2 separate regions of the Mus musculus genome follow, and region 2 is linked to region 1. A link is a contact called in public promoter capture Hi-C data. All regions are on one chromosome and are shown on one strand. The core of a region is the stretch at or near the end of the contact, and the rest is flanking DNA. Distances in the headings are between cores, read along the strand shown.

Evidence for each region. Promoter capture Hi-C pulls out the DNA fragments that hold promoters and counts their contacts.
Region 2: a contact with region 1 is called in a promoter capture Hi-C map of second pharyngeal arch cranial neural crest, with 4 times the contacts expected there. The contact joins the promoter of Dach1 here to the enhancer-like site in region 1. A contact is called at or near these places in 4 of 39 promoter capture datasets (cranial neural crest, neutrophils, pre-B cells and 1 more), 8 of 484 Hi-C or Micro-C datasets (the AML12 cell line, bone marrow, embryonic stem cells and 4 more), 8 of 115 datasets of contacts at active chromatin or transcription factors (bone marrow-derived macrophages, embryonic forebrain, embryonic hindbrain and 4 more) and 3 of 9 other capture datasets (adipose tissue, liver and pancreatic islet).

Annotation. Positions count from the first base shown.
Region 1 is chr14:98,076,710-98,080,931 of GRCm38.p6, forward strand. The region is part of intron 1 of Dach1 (dachshund family transcription factor 1); the gene reads right to left. Among named protein-coding and RNA genes, the nearest start is that of Dach1, 91 kb to the right of the region's middle. Within about 2 kb of position 2,837, at least 3 of the 459 cell types and tissues checked have an H3K27ac peak or open chromatin away from gene starts, as enhancers often do. A contact at or near this core is called in kidney and second pharyngeal arch cranial neural crest, where this site is marked.
Region 2 is chr14:98,168,078-98,172,580 of GRCm38.p6, forward strand. It overlaps Dach1 (dachshund family transcription factor 1), which reads right to left and starts at 1,688. Exons shown (of 12, transcript NM_007826.3): 1 at 406-1,688. The coding sequence starts at 1,232. Gm33583 (a long non-coding RNA gene) reads left to right here and starts at 1,827. Exons shown (of 2, transcript XR_003951195.1): 1 at 1,827-1,889.

The DNA.
Region 1 (4,222 bases), core at 1,587-4,086:
CACTCCTTCTACTGTGATCTCAGTCCCAGCCCAGCCCCCTTCTATGTGAACGTTAGAACAGCCTTCTCACCTCTACTCCTCCTAGACTTTTGTGTTGCTCAACCTCACATAATGTGCTGCTTTCCAAATCTTCACTGTGTCTTCATTGTTTCCAAATAAAATCTAAACTTAAGGTGATAGCGTATGTGGTCTAATGACAACCCATCCCCTCAGCCATCTTTGTGGGTTATGTGTGTGTGTGTATGTGTGTGTGGCATGTATATGCATGTGTGTTTGTGTAACTGTGTGTAAGTTTACATGTGTGTGTGTACAATGTATGTGAGTGTACAGGTGTGAGTGTGCCCACACAGAAACTAAATTGCGTTGCCTGTTTTTCTGTTACTCTACATTGTATTCTCTTGATACAAGGTCTCTCACTGAACATGATGTTCATCATTTTGGCTAGACTGGATACCTCGGAATTTGTAGACGCTATCTGTCTCTGTCCCTCACAAATGGTGTTTAACAGGCATATAGAGGCATCCATGCCTGACTTCTATGTGGGTACTGTGAGCTCAAGCTGAGGTCTTTGGACTGACACTGCAAATGCTCTTCTTTATTAAGCTGGCTTCCCAGACCCTGTCTCCAGTCATGTATAAGCAGCAATGGTGATTGTCATTATTTATGTCAGGTGTTTTAGACGTGCTTTATATCTATACCTCTTAGCCATCAAAGGATGTGGCTTGTAGACGTTCAGTTTCTACAACAAAGTTCTACAAGACTATCACATCAAATTCGGATTCCAACACAGGGTCTTCATAAATAATGTAAAAGCTTTTGGTCCCAACCATGCCCTGCTCCCTCCCAAATTCACCAATACACATTTTTTTTTAATTTTCTCCCATCTAGCCTCTTAGGCTCTAACCACTATTCTAGGTTGACTCATGGCAACCTAGAAGAACATTACAATCTTTAATCACTTGAGGAAGTTTTAAAAGTCCAAACAAGCCAACATCATTTACCACTTTAACTTGCTGCTTAGTTCATCTGTGGCAGGACTTAGGCAGTGGTATTTTTTCAAGTTCAATTCTTTCTAAACTGTTGCTAAATTTGGGAAAATGCACAACAAAATTAGATTTTATATAGTAGCAGTAAATGGCATGTGCCTTTCATTTTCCCTACCTCCAAAGATTATTATTATCCTATATAATTGTCTGTCCTGGGTGTGTGAGTCCCTTGCATGTGGCAAGCACGGTTTTCTTAGCTTAGTAACTGATGTGTGTCTAGCATCCCAACAACAATATGTAAAAAAAAAAAACCATAATGAATAAAATTGTTGATTATGCTGACAAGTATTTTGCAGAAATTGTTAGTTAGGCCATTTGTTAAAATTTTACATTTGCAGTTTCTAATGTTTCTTAGACTACAGAGAAGTGCTAAGTGATATATAAAAACTGTTAGTCATACAAAGTTTCAGGGCTGAGGAAGGAGGGAGGCAGAGCAGTTGTTGTTATCTCCTGCCTTCAGATAAAACTATACTTGTAAACAACTCCCATTTTCACACAGTGAGAGACTCTATTTCTCAATGGTTAATTAGTTTATCAGTGGTAAATTAAAATATCATATTACTTAGCAATTAAAGTATAATATTTAATACTACTTATTGGAAAATGCTACTATTAAAAGTGATTTACTCACCTAATGTGGTGTGTTATCCACATAATTATTGAGAAAATTTTTTCAGAAAAAAATTCTATGACGTTTCATTAAAATTTTAAGATTTCAAATATCTACATTTTCACTATTATGTGAAGAATCTAAGTTCTGGTATTGTGAGGAGTGAGTCAGTAGGGGAATGAAACACATAAGAATATAAGGAGAATCTGAATGCTCACATAATAAAAATTAATCATAGTGAATTGCTTTGGGGAGAATCATACACTTGACCCACATTGAAGACTGAAATATTAATCCCTTTCTGTGACAGAGATCAAGCTTCCGAGTGGCTTTTTATCCTCCTCATAATAGAAGCAACAGTTGTAAACCATAATGTTATAGTTCAAACAATGCCCCCCCTAAGACTTCAAATTTATTATAGCATTCATCTCCAAGACAAAAGACCTGGTGGAGGAAAAAGCTCTTTTTAGCAAAAAGCATGGTTGTTATTTATGGCTCAGATGCAAAGAATGAGTTTGGGGAATTTATCAGAGATGAAGGTATGAAATGTTTTAGCTTGTTCTCTCTCTAATCCATAAACCATTTTCTCAGCCACCCAAGTGAATTCTAATGGAACAAGAATGATGAAATAATATTTTCCTAGCCCTTTAACACTTTTTCTTCTGTATAACTTTCAGTGGGATAGAAAGAATATGGCATTTTAAAAGATAACATAAGAAGGATTTAAACAGCACTTTGCAATAAATATGATTTAGCCCCACAGGCAAAATTTAGCATTTTTAACCACTTAAACTTTTATATATTTAATTCTGTATACTCCTGTTATTACTGCTATTGGTCTTATTATGTCTATCATAATCAGCATTTCAGAATGTTATTTTCTCAATACAGTAATTCCCAAAGTGTAAGCATCATGACTGCCTCTAAAACCCTGATAATTTCATCATTGATGCTCAACCCATTTAAATATTTTTAACCAGGAGCTACATATTATTCATTGTCGCTCTTCTTGAAATAATACTTGCCATCATCTAAACAAAATAACTTATAACTCACTTAGTTTTCTTCCTTTCTGTCTGAAAGAGTACAAATGTAAATAAAAAGGTCCAGGAGCCGGAATGTAGTTTAGTAAGTGATCAGATTGTTTGCATATGTTGAGCAGGCCCTGCATTGAAAGAGGAGAGGAATTGAGGGGATGGAAACTTTAGAGGAGAAAGGAGAGGAAGGCTAGTCCCTTAATGTCCAGCCGAGGAGAGCCCCCATGTAAGTGGAAAAAGTTGTGATATACTTCAATATCATGAATAAGCTATTCATCATTGTAACATAGATTTTTCTAAGATGAAAAGAAAATAGTCGATAAATGTGATTGGAAAAATATAAACTACATTGTTTTTTCCTTCAAGAAATAAGATGCTTATATAGTTTATTTTCTTATAAAATTTCTGTGCTCCCTGCATTCAGTAAGCCAACTATACAGGTGTCATTTTTTTCTTTTCTAATTGAATATGGACAGGCTCTCTCTCAGAAGAAAATAAAGCAGCTAGAACAAAATATAGAATAGACTGTAATCCATAATCCTTTCCTGATCATTCTTTGGTTTGTATGATATTACTTCTATTGTGGACCAAATTTCTTTTAAATCGTTCAAACAACTCAGGAAAGTGTGGACTCTATTGAGAGAGTTTTTAACATTTAATTTATGGAACTTGGAAGAATGGACTGATGTGTTATTTGAAGCCTCCCCTTTTTATTGAACTTTTCTGAGTGTGAGGGGAACCATTTAATCTTGCTACTGTAAAGCTTTTGCTTACCCTTCTGCAGTAGGATACTTTATCTTGACCTAGGAACACGAGTTAATTTGTTTCTATGAAGACGCGCTTCAGTTATTTTGGTTGGATTAATGCATTTCAACTTAGCATTCACAAGGAAATGTGAAAAGCAATCAGTAAAACCCTGCGGGATTGTTTAAGGCTAAGATAGACAAGAAATCCGGAGTCCGTGAAAGGGGGCAGCAACTTTGACATGTGCATTTAACATCACCCCTATAGCTCCAAATATCTTCACAAGGCCTTCTACAGCTGATACACTCTAAACAAAATATTTAACCTGAACTTCATTTCAGTAGACACAATTGGTAGAAGTGATTCTTTTCCACTTAGCACACACAGTTGTGCTTCGGAAAATAGTGGTTCTTGAATCTTTGTGGAATCAAAACACCTGTGGAACATATTTAAAGATCCTTGCTTTCAGGCTCCGTCAAGTGTGACACTCAGTACTTCTAAAATTAGACCAAAGAAGTACAGTGTTGATTACTGCCAGGCTCTTCAATGGATAATAGTGTACATTTGGTGAGAGTCATTATTTTTTTTCTGAAAAACAGGAGATATTGGCATACAGTTTTTGGTTTTGTTAATAAATGCAATAAAAGATACGTTTGAATTATCAAAATAACTTGGTTTGAATGCTCTTGTGAAAACTTATTCTTTGTATTTTAGGCATAAAATGGACAGTTCTTACAGGCTATTACAATTTTAACATTTTTACGGAAGAAATGACTCTTTGGAAG
Region 2 (4,503 bases), core at 438-2,937, 90 kb after region 1:
GGCTTCTTGGAGGAACCCAGGTCCCAGGAGTGCACACTCAGGCAGTAGTGTCCGGAACGGGTGCAGGTCACCAGCGCGCCCGGGAAGGGGCTGTGACTCCTGGGAAGGCACCTTCCTCTGGTTCCCCACTCTGCATCCCAAGCTCAGCGGCAGCCTAGCCCGAATGCCCTAGGAAGCATCAGGAACACCCGGCCGGCACGGATCAGGCCGCGAGCAGTGCGAACTTGCCCAGGAGGTCGGGCGAAGGAGACTAGCCCCGGGGACCGACAGGAGAGGGCCGTGCTCGCCAGGGCGCGCAGCTCGCGGACGCGCTGAGCGGGCGGCGCCGGGAAGGGAGCAGGGGAAGGGCGAGGAGGAGGGTGGGAAAGGACCAGGGCGACAGAAGGTTTCCCCTCCGCTCTTTACCTGGCGTTGGTGCAGTCATTGTAGAGGGTCTCGAAGTCCTTCCTGGAGATGAGTTTGCAGCGGTTCACTCCGGGCTGGATGGCCCCCAGTCCCCTCAGGATGCGAACCTGTTCCACATTGCACACCACCGGCGTGATCTCCAACCGCTTCAGCTTGGTGTAGACGGTGTGCAAGCCCCCCACCAAGTGCTTCAGGAACAGGTCGAAAGCCTGGGGCAGGCAGATCAGCTCGCAGCCCTCCACCGTAAAGGAAGCCACTTTGGCCCCTCTCAGATCCACCATTTTGCACTCATTATTCTGGGGGGTGTTTTCCACTGGGGACGGGGTTGAGTACACGGGTTTCCCAGGGAGGGGGCCGCAGCTGCTGCTGCTACTGCTGCTGCTGCTGCTACTGCTGCTGCTGCTGCTACTGCTGCTGCTGCTGCTGCTACTGCTGCTGCTGCCGGTGCTCGCGGTGATGGGGGTGCTGGAGGCGCCGCCGCCGCCAGCGCTAACGCCGCCGCCGCTGCTCCCGGCCGCCAGGCTGGGGTTGCAGTTGCTCCCGCCGCCGCCTCCGTTGCCGCCGCTGCCACCGCCGCCTCCGCTGCCGCCGCCGCCGCCACCAGGAGAGGTGACTGTGGCCGCGGCTGAAGAAGAAGCAGAAGAGGCAATGGGCTCCGGCCGGAACAGAGTTGGCCCAGACGACGCCGGGGGTCCGATGGATGGAGCCGGAGACGAGGTCGCCGAGGAGGTGGAGGTGGTGGTGCCCGAGGAGGAAGCAGAAGTAGAGATCGGGGGTTGAGGGGGGACCAGCTGGGTCGGAGGGATCAAAGCCGCCGGCACTGCCATGGTCACATATAAGGGGAAACAGAAGGAGGAGAAGCGAGGGGGAAAAGTTGCCACACACCCCCCAAAGGGGAAGGGGGAGAAAGGGGGACAAGGATCGAGGTGGGGGGGGGGGCAGAGACAACAAGCACTCTAGGAAGGAACCTTAGTTGGAGAGAGGGAGAGAAGAGGAGAAAAAGGAGGTGAGGTTAAGAAAGAGCGAGCGCAGGAGGGGCGAGCGCGAGAGGCGCTCGAGAGAGAAACGCACAAAAGTGTCCCGCAAGTCGAAATGCGAGTCCTCTCTCGGGGCTGGGATCGCGGGCTGCTCTTGGGGGGGGAGAGGCGGGGGTGGGGCGGGGAGGGTCGGCTGGTGGTGTGTGGGTCCCGCTCTAGCACAAAGTTAAGGATGAAGGTGAAAAGGAGGAGGGTTGAGGGACTTGGGTTCTCCCTGGCAAGTACATTGATCAAAGATTGAGAGGGGAATGACAGAGAGAAAATGAGCTGAAAGTGCAGGCTGCCGGCTGGACGAGTTGTTGTTGTCACACGGTGCGGAGGGGAGGAGCTCCGGATACTTGAAATACCCTTTGAAGCCGCGAAAACCTCACTCACTAGTATTAACCCAAATTATCCAACCAGGAACTCGGAGCACAGACTCCAAGAGCGCGAGACCGAGGAAAGGGGGTGGGTAGAAAACGGGAGTGGGGGGGGAGGGTACGGAGGAAAAGGGTGGGAGGAAAGCCCTAGAAAAGCCGGGGCCCAAGAGTGGTGCTCAGAGAGAGGGAGAGAAAGCTGGTCATCTACTTCTCTCGCGCTGCTACCGTTACATCCCCTGCCACCTCCTCTGTGGCTTTGAAGGAGAAGACTCTTAGCTCCCACCCACCCACCCACCCCAAAAAGGTTCTGAGCAAACGCCTCATGACTGAAAGAGCGGCGGTGCCGCTGCCAGCTCACCTTCAAGGATTTAGGTTCACACACACACACACACACACACACACACACGCGCGCGCGGGGCATTTGTGCAAGCAGTTACAAAAGGAAACATCCCCAGCTCATGACTGTTGGGCAATTATTATTATTATTATTATTATTATTATTATTATTATTATTATTATTATTATTATTATAGGAAAATTCACATGTAAGCAGTGTGGACTATTTTGTGTATCTGACGGGTTTTTTTTCTATATCAAAAATGTTTATATAAAGATAAAGAAGAGTTTTCAAGCTGCGGGAAGAAAGTCACTTAAGAATAATGGGTGCTCCTGATCCTAGTAGACAGGGATACAGTGGATTAAAACAACTTCCCTTTCACCTCCAGAGATTGGTCAGGGATGACTTCTTTATCTAGAAATTTCTAAAGAGATCAGCTGTCCTTGAAGATTAGAAAGTAGAATACAAAAACACACTGATGTTTCTTACCCAAAACTCTAATTAATTCACCTGGTCTTGCACAGTAATCAACTCTCATTTCTCCTTCAGTACCCGAGGAGAGTCGAAAGTGTGTTATTTAAGTCACACAATAATTATTGGGTTCCTTTCATATTTGGAAAGTCCTGCTATGTTTTGGGAACTTCGTTTTTGCTTTCTCAGTGAGAATGTGTTTGTAAAGAATGAAATAGAAACTAAGCCTCCTGGTTGACTTGTAAACACAGAAGGCAGAAGGGAATAGTGGTTTGGGGCTGCATGAGGGGAGTAAGACACTCATTTTCTCCTCCTGTCTTCTCTAACTTGTTGCACAGCGATGTTTTTTCCGGGATGTTTGACCAGCATAGAATTTGAGCATAGGTCCTGTGTGTTTGTTGCTTATATCTCTAGGAATCTGGAGTAGTTAGGCATTGAACCTGTCTACACATGTCTAAAGATTTCATAAGATGTGAGGAGGCAGCATATGACAGATTTAAGAAATAAACTATTATAACAGGCTTGTTGATTTGAGAAATGTTAGGATGTTATTTTTGCCATTTAGGTATTGAAATTATCACTTTTGTCTTTATCTTTTTAAATCCACTGAACTCTGAAGTTTATTGTCTAAGTATATAGGAATCCGTTAAAGTGAAATATGACACTATTGTCTTATTACTCTTTTATGCTAAACTTTGAGGCACAATACTTGCATTGGAAGGCTTTCTTACAGTGTAAGAATTTTTTAAAAATTGAATAAAAGTATATAAACTTCTACAAAGATAGATGAAGCTTTCACAGCTGTTTGCCCCAGTGTGTTATAATGAGGTGAGGTTTAATAATTTTTGAATCATCAAACCTATTCTTAACTAAAAGCATAGATTCAGTATATACCACAAATATCAAAATATATTTTAGAAATATTGCCAATTTTTAAAATGTCAAATTGCTGCATTTGTGAAATACAACACTGTGGAAAGTGCTAAACTCTAAAAGAAAAAAAAACTAATTTATTTGTGAATGCCATTCCTAACTTCAATAAAATCTAGTGTGCTTTTTAAATGGTAAATTATGGAATGTTTCAATTATTGGTACCACAAATAGAAACGGCCAGTTATAAGTGGGCAAAGCCTGACCTTACCATTCTCATTCTTATGTTTCCTTAAACTATCACTCATCCAAAATCTGCCACACTCTGAAGAAGCAACAAACAGGAAGAGAAGCAGTGATGCATAGCTATAATTCCACCCTGCTTCCAGCCAACTTCAAATGTTCTGCAGGGAAACAAGGGCTCCATGCACGGGCTTCACTTAGAAGCAAAGCCCCTGTACCTATATGTGACTCCTCCCCTCCCCCCACCTCAGGTTTCTGAACCTTTTGAAGGAACCACCACTTGTTCCTTCCAAACAATAGGGTTTGTAAAGTCAAAGGTTGCAAAATAAAATGTACCGGAAAGAGAACGCCTGGAAAAGCATACTGCTTTTATCTCTTTCTTTCCTATTCTTGGAGAAATTCTTTCCTGCGATGAAGAAGTCAAACCGTGTTTAACACAGCACATAGATCAACTTAAGAAAGATTTCAAATTCCCCATTGAATCTTTCGCATGGAAAGCTTTTGTCCTGTTTATTGTTTTACAGGTCTTGGTTTTTAAGATGCTCTCCATCCATCTACTCTTTCCTAACCTTCATTCAATTTGAATAAGCAAAACTCAAAGTACTGTAACTGATATTAGAAAATTCTCCCTATGTTTTGTGGAGACGTATTGTGCTGAAATCAATAAGACTGTTTAAAATTCAAAGACCTGCAAATCGTTCTGTTTGTCCTTTGATAGGGCCTATGCTGATTAAAATGCTACCAAGAAAGCTTAATTGCTGCACTAATTAAGAAGTCTTTA